Linked DNA regions of Mus musculus: regions 1, 2 and 3 are each linked to region 4. A link is a contact called in public HiChIP or PLAC-seq, Micro-C and promoter capture Hi-C data. All regions are on one chromosome and are shown on one strand. Each heading gives the region's core, a stretch centred on a gene start, on an enhancer-like site or on the middle of the called end of the contact. The rest is flanking DNA. Distances are from core to core; before and after follow the strand shown.

Evidence for each region. Promoter capture Hi-C pulls out the DNA fragments that hold promoters and counts their contacts. Hi-C and Micro-C count contacts between places; a contact is called where the count stands out from the background. HiChIP or PLAC-seq counts read pairs in DNA pulled down with a chosen protein or histone mark.
Region 1: an H3K27ac HiChIP or PLAC-seq map of neural progenitor cells shows a contact between it and region 4, with 15 times the contacts expected there. The contact joins the enhancer-like site here to the promoter of Rgma in region 4. A contact is called at or near these places in 12 of 39 promoter capture datasets (the 3T3-L1 cell line, 3T3-L1-derived adipocytes, the C10 cell line and 7 more), 4 of 484 Hi-C or Micro-C datasets (cerebellum, embryonic retina and uterus), 10 of 115 datasets of contacts at active chromatin or transcription factors (craniofacial prominence, embryonic basal ganglia, embryonic forebrain and 7 more) and 1 of 9 other capture datasets (embryonic stem cells).
Region 2: a promoter capture Hi-C map of embryonic stem cells shows a contact between it and region 4, with 7 times the contacts expected there. The contact joins the promoter of St8sia2 here to the promoter of Rgma in region 4. A contact is called at or near these places in 4 of 39 promoter capture datasets (the C10 cell line and embryonic stem cells), 2 of 484 Hi-C or Micro-C datasets (both in embryonic stem cells) and 1 of 9 other capture datasets (embryonic stem cells).
Region 3: a contact with region 4 is called in a Micro-C map of muscle stem cells, with 5 times the contacts expected there. The contact joins the enhancer-like site here to the promoter of Rgma in region 4. A contact is called at or near these places in 4 of 39 promoter capture datasets (the 3T3-L1 cell line, 3T3-L1-derived adipocytes, the HPC-7 cell line and 1 more), 1 of 484 Hi-C or Micro-C datasets (muscle stem cells) and 9 of 115 datasets of contacts at active chromatin or transcription factors (craniofacial prominence, embryonic basal ganglia, embryonic fibroblasts and 6 more).

Annotation. Positions count from the first base shown.
Region 1 is chr7:72,517,907-72,521,427 of GRCm38.p6, forward strand. No RefSeq gene overlaps it. Among named protein-coding and RNA genes, the nearest start is that of Gm39035, 210 kb to the left of the region's middle. Within about 2 kb of position 1,990, at least 79 of the 459 cell types and tissues checked have an H3K27ac peak or open chromatin away from gene starts, as enhancers often do. A contact at or near this core is called in 3T3-L1-derived adipocytes, fibro-adipogenic progenitors, neural progenitor cells and 2 more, where this site is marked.
Region 2 is chr7:74,012,067-74,015,080 of GRCm38.p6, forward strand. It overlaps St8sia2 (ST8 alpha-N-acetyl-neuraminide alpha-2,8-sialyltransferase 2), which reads right to left and starts at 1,616. Exons shown (of 6, transcript NM_009181.2): 1 at 1,331-1,616. The coding sequence starts at 1,428.
Region 3 is chr7:72,440,347-72,443,617 of GRCm38.p6, forward strand. No RefSeq gene overlaps it. Among named protein-coding and RNA genes, the nearest start is that of Gm39035, 140 kb to the left of the region's middle. Within about 2 kb of position 1,870, at least 44 of the 459 cell types and tissues checked have an H3K27ac peak or open chromatin away from gene starts, as enhancers often do. A contact at or near this core is called in embryonic fibroblasts and muscle stem cells, where this site is marked.
Region 4 is chr7:73,374,235-73,377,289 of GRCm38.p6, forward strand. Rgma (repulsive guidance molecule family member A) reads left to right here and starts at 1,286. Exons shown (of 4, transcript NM_177740.5): 1 at 1,286-1,654. The coding sequence starts at 1,641. It overlaps A730056A06Rik (RIKEN cDNA A730056A06 gene), which reads right to left and starts at 1,540. Exons shown (of 2, transcript NR_040325.1): 1 at 1,283-1,540.

The sequences.
Region 1 (3,521 bases), core at 740-3,239, 860 kb before region 4:
GCTATTTTGTCTCAGATTGGCAGTCACAATCTGTGGTGAGTTGTCTTCCTTGCTTTAGGTACCATAGCAAGTCAGAACATCATGGGTGGACAATAAGACAGAGAAAGGCACCTCACCTTATACTTAGAAAGCATTGGGATTGCGGGTCGGGGGAGACCATGTTTTCACAATACTATTTAAATATACACTACCAATGACCCAAAGACTTCCCATTAGGCACCATTTCTTAACGATTTCACTGCTTTTCAACAGTGCCAGGTCGGGGGCTAAATTCTAACCCAAGTTAACCTGGAGCACTCTCGTATATAAGAAGTCTAATGAATCATGGAAATTACATTTTCTTGTTTGAATCATGGAAATTACATTTTCTTATTTAAACTAATTCCAAGTAAGCCAACCAGATGAGGTCCTTCATCCCCCCAGCTTCTTTAGTCGTGGTTAGATGGCCATGTGAGATCACATGACTGAATGTTGGGGTTGTAAAAACGTTTGCAACAGTAAGCTGTTTTTTAATATACAAAAAAATAAAGGACTAAAAATGAAACAGGCAATGAATCCCAGGTGTTACATCACTTACCCAAGTTGCATCAGGCAGCTTCACTGCACTAATGATAATGAGCTAACAACTTGCATGCTTTGTCCTGCAGACCATCCTACCCTGCAGTGCCAACTGTTGCTACCTCAAATACCTCAGCTCAGATTCGAGGCCATTGTGTGCTTTGAATTGCAATGTTTGCTTTGACTGTACAAAGTTTTCTGCTCTTACATAAACAGTGTGGTGGTTTAGTTATGGACAGAGCAACTCCTTCAAGAATAAGGCCCACAGTAAGAAACGAGTTTCAACGTGACACAGTCAGATACTCTAGAGCATAGCTGGTGACCGTGGGACACCTGTTGACTCTCCCCCATCTTCTGAAGTGGTACGATGTTGGAAGAAAGCTAACACAGCAAGAAGAATTGAGGGATACATAAAGAGCTGGGACTGTAGCCCTCAATTTGAAAAAAAAAATCTCTCTGAAACTGCCTTAATCTTAAGAATTTTTAGTTGAAGAGGCAAATTCCTTTCTTATTTCAACTGGCTTAGATTACTTTTCCCTCTTACAAATTGAATGGCTTCTCAGCAGGTGTGACCCTGGAGGCTTTGATGTGTGTCTTTCTCCTCCCAGGATGGTTCTGGTTTCTGGCTACCTCTCAGTCAGTGCCCCCAAGAAGACTTCAACAGGGGTCTCCACTTCACTGTCCTCTAGCTCCTTCTTGCCCCCACATATTGTCCAAATAACAATTTCATATCCCTTTGGAGTAGGAGGGACTAATCGAAGAGGATTAGGTGGGTGTGATTTTTTTACAATCAGCAGAAACAGCTGAGTGGTTCAGGCTGCATTCAGTCCTCAAGGTTAAAGCCCACTGGCCTAAGCATCTCTTAGTCCTGCTTTTTCTGACATATGTTTTAAATAAAGATAAAGCTCTGAAACCCCCCAGAACTTGATAGTGAACAGGAAAAGTCTAGAACTGAATAGGAATACTGTCCCCTCCACCCCCCAAAAAGCCAGAAAGCACATTTTTAAGGTGACCTGGGGTCAGTGTCCATCATCAGAATTTCAATGCTTGGAACACTTTTCTGCTGAGGACATTTCCTTCAGAGAATAGAGAATTAGTCATGCAGAAACTCCCTCGAAGCACTTGCTGTGAATCACAACCAGATTAGTAGAAGCACTCATGCTTTTATTTGGGATATTTTCCCAGTATTTGCTAATTCACGGTAAATTGCTCAGTATCTATTTCAGTAATGTATCGTTCCTTTCACAAATGAAAAACTTTGTCAGTTGTCACACAGCTGTAAAACGTGACCATATTAGGAAATGTAGCTGGGTTGCTGAAAAAGTTGAAGCTAGGGCCCTATGACACTTTTAATGTGTCTGTCTACGTCTCCCTCTCTGGGCATACAGCAGTCTGTCCAGCCTGGCTTACTGGCTTACTGTCTTCTAGTGCATGGAAGCCCAGCCTGCTCTTCCAGCCCTGGCAAGAGCCTGGTCTTGTGCAACACCACTCTCTCTGTACATTCTGACCTTTCACTTTCATAAATCGATCTTCTATAAAGCAATAACCAAGATTAAATATTTGCAAAGCATTATTCCTTTTAAAACAAAGTAATGAAAAATCCCTCAATTACAAAACTAACTGTTGCTGATATTTATGAATTTACAGATTCCTATGTAGCTGCTTTGCTAACAGATGAACATGCGAATCTATACCTATACATATAATCTACGTGATATGATTTAAATATTTAAATGCGGATTTATATAAAATTCAATATATATGTGACTATGCTATATATATATATATATGATATATGGGATATATATGTATATAACTTTAAGAAGCCTCAGGACCTAGGAAGTAATAACAGGCTTTCCACAAGAAGGGTAGCCTCACAGTGGAAACTATCCCAAGGGAACTGGTGTTTTTCAGAGGCCAGCAATGCCTTGAGGCCCCACTGCACCTCCCACAGCACCTGAGAAAGCTGGTCAGAACATATACCTTCCCCCAGTGCAGCTGGTATGCTCAGCTAGGTGACTTTAGTTTCTTTTGCTAAATGCATGAAACTCAAGAAGAACGAAGACCAAAGTGTAGACACTTTGCCCCTTCTTAGAATTGGGAACAAAACACCCATGGAAGGAGTTACAGAGACAATGTTTGGAGCTGTGACAAAAGTATGGACCATCCAGAGACTGCCATATCCAGGGTTCCATCCCATAATCAGCTTCCAAACGCTGACACCATTGCATACACTAGCAAGATTTTGCTGAAAGGACCCAGATATAGCTGTCTCTTGTGAGACTATGCCGGGGCCTAGCAAACACAGAAGTAGATGCTCACAGTCAGCTATTGGATGGATCACAGGGCCCCCAATGGAGGAGCTAGAGAAAGTACCCAAGGAGCTAAAGGGATCTGCAACCCTATAGGTGGAACAACATTATGAACTAACCAGTACCCCGGAGCTCTTGACTCTAGCTGCATATGTATCAAAAGATGGCCTAGTGGGCCATCACTGGAAAGAGAGGCCCATTGGACACGCAAACTTTATATGCCCCAGTACAGGGGAACACCAGGGCCAAAAAGTGGGAATGGGTGGGTAGGGGAATGGGGGGGGTATGGGGGACTTTTGGGATAGCATCGGAAATGTAAATGAGGAAAATACCTAATAAAAATATTTTTTAAAAACCCCAAGGAACTGAATCTTCCCCTTAAATTTTGTTTGTTATTGTTTCTCAAGGTCTCACTTTGTAGAAATCTATGAAGGCTCGCTGCTCTTGTCCCTCGTGTACCAACTTGAATGATTCCAAAATGTAAATTATTTCCACTATTTTTTTTCCATTTTTTATTAGGTATTTAACTCATTTACATTTCCAATGCTATACCAAAAGTCCCCCATACCCACCCACCCCCACTTCCCTGCCCACCCACTCCCCCTATTTGGCCCTGGTGTTCCCCTGTACTGGGGCATATAAAGTTTGCAA
Region 2 (3,014 bases), core at 366-2,865, 640 kb after region 4:
TGGGGTTACAGAAAGGGACAGTGAGTGGGAGAGAGAAAGCAAAGGGTAGGAAGAGGCACCTGCTATTAGGTTAGGGTCCCTAGGGCCTCAGCATCTTGGATTCTGGACTCTCTCTGTTTTGGAGGGATCTGAAGGCAGGACCCATCCATTCTCTGTTCTTATATCCTTACGAACGAAGTTGGACAAAGGAGGGGCGCACGCAGCACAGGACGCTTGTTTGATTGAGCTTGGCTCCTCACTAATCCCACAGAGAATCAAATCCGCCTCCTGTGCTCTCAGGGACCTCACCCTTTTACTGAAGGCCACCTCAGAGCCTTGCTGCCTTCCTACATGTTCCACCACGGTTTGGAGGCTCCGGACATGGGTCGGGCTCCGCGTGCAGAAGACTGTAGGATCGGGAGCCAGCTTCAGCCCACGGGACACCCTGATTGATGAGCCCAGCTCAGTTAGACAGCTCATTCCAAGAAGTCCCGAACCAGGCACAGCTGGAGGTGTGGTCCCGCCTACCTCTGAAGAGATAGGGACAAGCTGAGATCGCGCGCTCCTGGGGACCCCGAAGCCCACCGGGCGGCGTTGGAGACTTTCCGACAACCTCCCCGGGTCTTGGCGCCGGCTGTGAGCGCTCAGCAACCTGGGGTTGCCTGGGGCCGTCGCAGGGTTGTCAGAGCACCCAAAGCCAGGGGAGAGCCCTGGTCTCCAGCACCGCGCGCCACACCTTTAGCGGTGCTACCCCCCACGCCCGGATCCTGGGCTGGCCGGCGGGAGGCGTGGGTGCGTACCGGTGTGTTCAGGGCACATTCCCCTTCCCAGGAGTCGGTACGGAGCCCTTCCCACTCATCTCCCGCCAGGGGATTCCCCTCCCCCAGCTCAGAGATCCCCCGCGCGCCCCCTGCCCACTTTGCCAAGGCGAGAAAACGGCCGAGCCGGAGACAAAGAAACTCCTGCCTGCCTCCACTCTCCGTCCTTCTACCCGCCCGAGACACTCCCCGGCGCCCTCCCTCGACCCCGGCGACACCGCGCGCGCACACGCCGGGGGAAGGGACTAGGGGACAGGGAGCAGGGTGGGTGAGTCCGCTTTCCCCACGCCGCGCGGCTACAGCTGCCCGTGCACCCCGCCCGGGGACGCCCCTCGGCAGCCGCGCCCCCATCATCCACTCCCTAAAGCGTCCCGGGCCCCTGACACTGCCACCCCCAGCCCAAACCGCCGGCACTATCCCTCCAGCTGAGCGACAGGGGGGCGCGGCGCACACAAAGCGGATGGGGAGTAAGGAGCCCAGGGGAAGAAGAGATCCCGCCGGGGATGGGGCACGGGCTCAGGGAGGCTATTTACCCGATTTCTTCTTCGATCTCTGAGATGTCTGCGAAGATGAGGAAGACCACGAGCAGCGTAAGCGCGGCCAGCATCCAGCTCCGGAACTGCAGCTGCATGGTGGGGTCGGTGCCCTCCGGGACCCGCGCGCGGGCCGGGGCGAGGAGCTGGGGCTGAAGGAGCCTCCGCGCTCCACGCGCAGCAGGGCACACACCCTGCGCTCCGGGCGAGTCCTGGCCGGCGGCGGCCAAGGCGACAGCAGCAGCAACAGACAAGGGTTGCTCTGGCGCGGCGAGCCCGCTCGCTCTCTCTCCGCTCCTGCCCGCCCCTCCCCTCCCCTCCCTCCTTCTCCCCCCCCCCTTTCCCCCCCGCCCCGCACTGGGCTCCAGGCGCAGTTTGACAGCTTTGCTCCGCGCCTTGCCTGGTCTCCTCCCACTAACTCTAGCGGCCACCCACCCGCCTTTGCTTTTCCTGCCCGAGAGGGCTCAGGGAGCTTGCCACTCCCGGCCTAGGAAGGCTGGGCTCCGGCCATCGAAAGCGACCCGGAGACTGAGCTGAGCCAGACAACTCGGAGCACCCGGGGCTGCTTGGCAAACGCCTAGCGTCGCTCGCTCTTTGTCCAGCGCCCTCGCTTCCTCTCAAAGTTTTCCCGACACAAAGACTAGCACCTTGGGGACGGTCTCCGGCGCGCTGCGAGGAGGCGGTATCCTCTGGGCTACGCTTCAGCAGTTGACGAATTGAAAGGGGAAGTGGAAGAGAGGAGGGGAGAAGAAATGGGCAAGAGGGGCCAACTTCACCAGCGATGTTCATGGCAATTGGTGGGCGAGGTGCTCAGCCTGCACAACACCACCTTCTCTATGGGCGGTCATCTCTGTCCATTTATAGACCCAAGCCCGGGAGCATGGAACTCTCGAGTTGTTTGAGGTCATGGCTAGAACCCAGGGATCCCCGTAGTACCTGCTCTACTTCCAAGAGCAGGCATAGTACCCACATTGTGGCTGGTACTGTACGTGCTTCATCCCCTTAGCTCGTGCTCTTTTCTGGTCTAATCAATAAACCCCTGGAGTCCTATCATGATCAAAAGGCCTTCTAGAAAAATACACTTCCCACAAAGGGAGATGCTCCTCCCCCCCACCCCATACCGAACGATTTCCCTGCTTCAGACCCTTTTAGCTCACTTTACCGTTACCTTTTGCCCTGCTGCGTCAAGAGGGAAGAACCCATTCATTAAGTTTTACTAGAACTAGATTACAACACACACACACACTGGATGTAACTTTTCAGAAGAAGCCAGATCGTCCTTTGGTTAGTGAAGGGTCCTAGAGGTTGCTTGTCAGAGGCGTTGAGAATGTCAATGCAGTGCCCTACTGTTTGGGAAGCACCTGTAGATAAACAGAGATGCCCAGTCGGTTGTCCTCCAGAACAACTCCAAGGAGGAGCTAGTAGTTCCCTTAGTGTAGTTCCCGTGTCTCTCCCAGGCCAAGGTGTGAAGGTCTAGGGAGCTCCCCACACTTCTTCATTGAGGAACAGGCTAAAGGGAGTGGTCTCTGCAGGAGGCCTGCTGGGTTTTGTTGCTGTTTTTATTTTTATTGTTGTTGTTGTTGGTGGTGGTACTGGTGGTAGTGGTGTGATTCAGGACAAGCTCTCACCTGCAGGGAGAGCCTCTATGCCCTGCCTGCTGACAGGATACGGAAACAGCGTGGTA
Region 3 (3,271 bases), core at 620-3,119, 930 kb before region 4:
TGGTTTAAGTAAGAGTAAACCATTCTGAATCATGGCCTTTGGAATTTTAGGTAAATATACAAAACACTTTAATGAGCACCAAGAGAAATTTTATAAATGAACTGAACTGCGTCTGGCTTTGCATAATCAACCTTATTATTCAGCTAATATCATCGAACTGTCATTGGTAACACACGTCTATAATTTTGATCAGTTTCTTACATACAGTTACTCCTCTGTACTTACTTACAGGGAGTTGTTTCTTGGGGCTGAGCAGATACTTAGATCTGCAAACACTCAAGGTCCTTGTATTAAATGGTGTAGTATTTACACAGCACCAGTGAATATCTACCTGTACATGTCCTATCATCTTTTGGTGGTCTACAATGCCCAGTGAGATATAAATGCTACTGGACTGTAGAGTTTAGAGAAGAATGACAAGAAAAATGACTATGCATATTCATTTCAACTCTTTTTCTGACAGTTCTTTACCGAAAGGTAGTTGATTCTGTGGATGTTGATTCTGTGAATATGAAGGACAGCTATACATCATTTGATTTGATAGATACGTTATCAAAACCTAGTTATCTGCCCCAAGTATGTCCTATGGCCTGGCTTTACCATTGAATCAGTCATTTCCCAGAGCAGCTAAAAACTAAACAGCTTGAGAAGTTTCCTAATCCTTCCTGATTCTCTATTCTCCTGCCTGTTGGTTATGTTTTTAATATTGTATGACCCACAAGGTTAAAAGTTTTAATGAAATGGAAACAAACCAGAAGGAATCCATGGCTATGCTATCCATAACTATGTTATTTATGAATGTGCCTTCCAATGTCCCCAAGACCATGGGTCATATGAGTTTCTGGGTAAGCTCCTTAGAGGAGGCTAACATTTGCAAACCTTAGAACTTGGCTCTCACTCCATTAGATACTGAAATGTCTGGTGTGCTCCCCAATTCCTTAGATGGTACAAGCACAAGCTCAGTGCCATTGCTCTGGGCTTTGAGTCCTAGATATTTGCAAATTCGCAATCTTGTAACTGTTGTGTGATTGTTGCAGTCCTATAACTGGCTCCCTTACTCCTCCTCCTCCTCTTCCTCTTTGCTTCTGATAGGCTTTCGTTTGCACTTCTAAGCAGGTATACACTTGAATTAGCCTGGTCATTGGGAAAGAATATCTGCCAGACACACACTATATGATTCAAATGCTGTTATTGTTGAAGACATACATTTTTTCATCTTCAGCGAGTTTGACAGTCAACTCCAAACACATTTTTATTAATTGCAGTGTTTCAAAAAATATTCCAGATACTTTGAGAGCATGGAAATAACCGTTTTATGAAGGTTCCTCTTTTCTCTCTCAATAAAGTCTCCAAGGACAAGGCTACTCTTGCCTGGGAGTTTCAGTCTACAGAGCCTGCCTGATGCCCTCTCCTCAACCCACTCTGGTGTTGATCCTTCTTTGAAGCAACTATTATTGGCTTCCAATAGAGGCCTACAGATATGAAATCCCAAGGCTAGAATGTTTTTTCAAGGGAAATTTACAATTTTCCCTATAGACTAAACTTCATTCTGCCTTTGATATCAAGAGTTAGATCTTTCATTTTAGCTTCTACCTAGAGATTTTTATTGATTTGACACCACATGTAATTTGATATTTGCATGGGCTCAAGGTATGATTTATATATCTGGTATCCACATATGTTACACAGACAACAAAGGCACCAAAGCTGGATGTTTTCCAACTCTGGGACATTTGGGAAGGCACCGACTTCTCAGGGCCTCCCCTCCCTCATCTGTGATCCGGGCTCTCCTGGCCCCACAACACAGCTGTGAGAGCCAAATGAGCGAATAAGCATGAGTCACACATAGTGCAGCACAATGCCTGGCAGAGCATCCACTTCACAAATCAAATGGTAATTTATAAGACCTTAGGGAAATGTCCATGTGTCCATTGTCTGAATCATACTAACCACTTTAAATAACATTTTCTAATCTAACTAAAAGTGAGTAAGAAAAGCTTGACAAAATACGTTGCTCCGGAACTTTTCTTCTTCATTCTGGGAATTCATACAATTATGAAGAACTAATGATGAATAAGGACAGGTCACTCAAGATGCCTTTCCCCTTCCCTACTCCCCCCTCCCCATTCTTGAGATGAAACATCAAACCTTGGAGAGAGGATATAGTTCCATGACACATACAGAACTGCAGAGAGTAGAGAGGCCCTGCCTTTGAGTACCTGGCAATGTCTGTGGTCTAAATAAACCATCCTGCCTGACTTCAGGTTACCTCTGTGGTGTCACCCAACACATGGCTGGGGAGAGATACTAAGTGGTTATTGAGAGCTGGTGGGTGTGCATTCCAACACAACCGTGGCTCTTTCAGCATTATGCAACTGCGTAAGCTTTACTTTCTTGCGGCCTTACTTACAAGTAGAAAGCTTTTTCTATGTTAAAGGAATTCCTCCTCCTAAGAAAAGCAGCTGACCCAGCCCCAGCCCCAGTCACCCAGTGGTTGCCAAAGAAGACATCAGACCCTGGCATGGTCAGGACTTAGGATGCCACCATCTGACATTAAATAAAGACTGCTCTATCTGTACAAGTTTGTTTAAATTCTCCTTTTTGTCTCTTCCTACAAACTTAATTGTTATATATTCTTACAGTACAAAGTTAATCTCTAAAGCTTTATTTTCTTGCAGCGACATTAGGGAAATTTTGGTTAACACAGGAAAGGAAAAACTAGGTGTGAGGGTTAACCTGGCAGCACCACTAATTATCAGTCTATTTGAACATCTTCCACTGAAGGTATGTAGCTGCCTATACAGTTGTATGTGGTGGCCCTGTTACAGTTATCTGTTTGTCTTCATCACAAGACTCGTGCACAGCTCACGTCTACAACTCTGCAACAGGTTCTGTTCCAGTCTGGCTCATGTCTTCAATCTTTTGTAAAATACTTTGGTTCTCTTTTGAATTTCACATCATACACCCCAATCCCACTCATCTCCCCTCCCCTTGTATGTGCCCTCCACACTTTCAACATCTGCACTAACAGAGGGGGAAAAAAATCTCACCGTGGAAGCTGTAGTATGTCACACTATGTCCCATGCATATGATTTTGTCCACACTTCTGTCCACACTTCTTTGCTTTGTTCATGGAGTGAGTCATCTGCCTTCTGCTACTCCATCAGTAGTGGAACTTCCCTGGGACTCCTCTTGGAGAGCCTATTGTTGCCCTGTGTCATGGAGATCCTGTAGTTTGCTATCTAAAACACAGGCTCCTTCAAGCACTCCT
Region 4 (3,055 bases), core at 36-2,535:
TTACAGATTGATGTCAGAGCTAGGGAAAACAACACCTGGGATTTGAGAATTGGGGACAGGGTTGGAGGAGTGTCCCCAAGCAGAGGATGATAGAGTACAAAAAGGAAATGTAAACACACACACACACTTTCTTGTACAACTCCCTTATTTATAGACAAGGAAACTGAGGCTCAGCAGACCTAAAAGATTTGTCCAAGGTCGAGGCTAATTTTAGAAACGGGGCCAACTGCAAGGCCCAATCCCTTCCTGCTAAAAGCACATGGAGTTTATTTATAGCTCAGTTATAGACTAGTCTAATTCATTTGGCCAATAAACGCAGAACATTGAGTTCAAAACCACATCCCTTAAGACCACAGCATAAATAACGACGAGGGTCTTAATACGGACGATACCTTTTCATTAAATACAGAGTTCTCATCCTATCAAAATTCCAGCGCTTGGTTCAGATTAAGAGAAGATCGGGTCGTAACCCCTGTATAAAATATCCTGGCAGCGCTAACTGTTCAGTGATAATTTGAGTGTGAGCTGTGTGTCCCGGCTGACTTCACACCCCAGCTAGGGTTTCAGACCTATACGTGGTGTTGGGGTGAGACCCTGGAGATGAGCTGCTGGCGGCTGGCTGTGCTCTCCACTGTGTGCGTGAGCTGCATGAAGAATCCTTTTGAGAAGCCCGGAGTTTCCTCTGGCAATCTATGCGAGAAGGGTGCGGGGCGGGGGAGGAAGACGCTGTGACCGGAGGTTACCTCTGAGCTGGACTGCAGAGGGAGGGGTGGGGGAGTACAAGACAGTCTGTTTACTCCAGACTGCGTGTATTCGCGCACTGTGCATGCAATATACATATTATTTATTTTTTCCAATAAGATTCTAAATAGGAGTAAAATCCCTATAGAACAAAGGTGACTTTCGGCAGATGTCAATATTTATCCACGATTGGAAACCTCTAACCACCGTAGGCTCCCAGGTTGAAAACGTGGACTCCAAGCCACCTGGCTCAGGGTTAAGAAAGTTGGATGCGTTAGCGGAAGGGAGGGTCGCTGCACTTGCTGCTCGAACCCTGGGATCGCGAGCCCGCAGGGAGAGTGTGCGCTTTCTGCAGGCTCACCCCCTACGTCCTCACACACCCACTAGCGCGGATCAGCAAGGGTGGGACCGCGGCGGGGCGGGGCCTTTGGAGCCCAGACCCCACCCCTCCCCCTCCCTCTGCTCCGCTCCGCCCGCGCTCGCCCCCCCGCCCGCTCCCGGGGTGCCCGGCCCGCCCCCTCCCTGCCGCGCGCAAACGAACCTCGCGACGCCGCGCTCAGCGGTGGCGGTGGCGGCGACAGGCCGGGCGAGGCAGCAGGTTAGCCCGGGCCGCCCTACTCTGCAGGCGTCTCGGAACTGCAAGCTACGCCGCCCGAGCCCTGCGCCCGGGAAGCACTGGCCAGCCGGCCGCTCCTGAGGCTCGCTCCTCCAGGCGCTCGCAGGCATGCAGCCGGGGAGCAGGCGGAGCGCCCCGGGTCGCTACTGAGTCCGCTGAGCTGCGGGGACCAGCGCCAGCCGGGCCCCTCCCACCTCACCCAGGGGCCCACGAGCGACCGCCCTACACCTAGTCTTCGCGCGCAGCCCCGCCAGCGCCAACCCCCCGCGGGCTGGAGGGGCTCATGCAGCCGCCAAGGTAAGCGCGGACAGCGGGGGCACGGGGTCCTGAGGTCCCCAAGGCGCTGCGGACACTTGCGCTCCGCCGCCTCACTGATTAGTGGCTCCCCCAACCCGGTGTCTCATCTCACACACTTAGGGTTTTGCCTCGGATGACTCGCCTTCGCACTTGGCAGCAGGAAAGTTTTGTGGTTTGGTGTTTTTTCTTTTCCCCCAGCCCCCTAAGATGCTGCCATGAGGGCAGTAGGCGCTGCGCGTGGCTGGGCAGACCCGGCGCCTGTCCCACCCACTGTGTACCGCCTGGAGCTCTCTCTCCTGCGCGGCCACCTCTTCCGGAGGCGAGAGCCCCCCTGACCCACAGAGCTCTTGACAGATCTGATCACCCCGCTGACCCACGGTGAAACCGGATTCTCTCACTTAACCCAGGCCCGGGTTGCAGAAGCTGGAAATGAACGCACCTGCCCCGGGGCCGTCGGCATTGTACATTGTACAGTGTGAGTGACCCTTGCTTAGGAGCGTCCGGTGTGCTAGACTTGGGGTGGTGGCTAAGGGGCAAGGGTCCCAAAAGGTCCGACGTTCCTAAGAGGAAGGCAAGGCACCACGAGGACTCAGCGCCTGACTTGAGCCATGGCTCATCCCTGAGTGTTAACTAGGGGTAGAGGGACAGGTGTATTGGGGGACCGGTGCAAATATGAATGACACTTGGATGCAACTCTTGATTGCATCTTACTAGAGTAGTTGCATTAGATTTTCTCGACGAGGGAGTCAGTTTCCTGAGACTGGAACTTTAATGGGAGCCTGTGTGCTGTTATTATGTGGTGTGGTTTCGGAAGGCGTTGGATTGTATTTATTTTATAAATTGGGTGTCTTGAAGCGGATGGATTAGGGGAAATATCGCCATCTAGCGGAAATGGTGATCTGTACCTTCCTCACAAGCCATGAAGTTGGGCGTTCTCAAAGTTCCCCTATATGAGGAGATGGAGAGATGGGAACTAGCCAACGTGTCCAGAAAGACTGTTTCTCTAGTGCTCAGGCCATCCTGTAAGCGGGGCTTGAGCACCCGCTGCCCGGAGCTTAGCTCTCAGGACCGAATGACGAATTGTATTAGTGGCAGGATATCACCTCCAGGACTGCCATTCCCTTCTGTGTAGTTTTGGGTTCTTCTAGCAAAAATAAAGTAAACGGTCACCTGCCTTTGTCCCTAGGCATCTGGTCCAGGGATCTGGCAAGCCTGTCACGGTCACTTTACTACTCTCTAGTTCATCTGTACCTATATAGTGATTTGTGAAGTTAATGTTAAGCCCTGACTCTTAGAAAAGAGATTAGATGCTAAAGTGTGCTCTTAGGGTAACTGAAGAACGGGAAAGAGCGTCATGCCATCTCCACTGAAAGGGAACAGTGTACCCCCAAATGGCCTCTT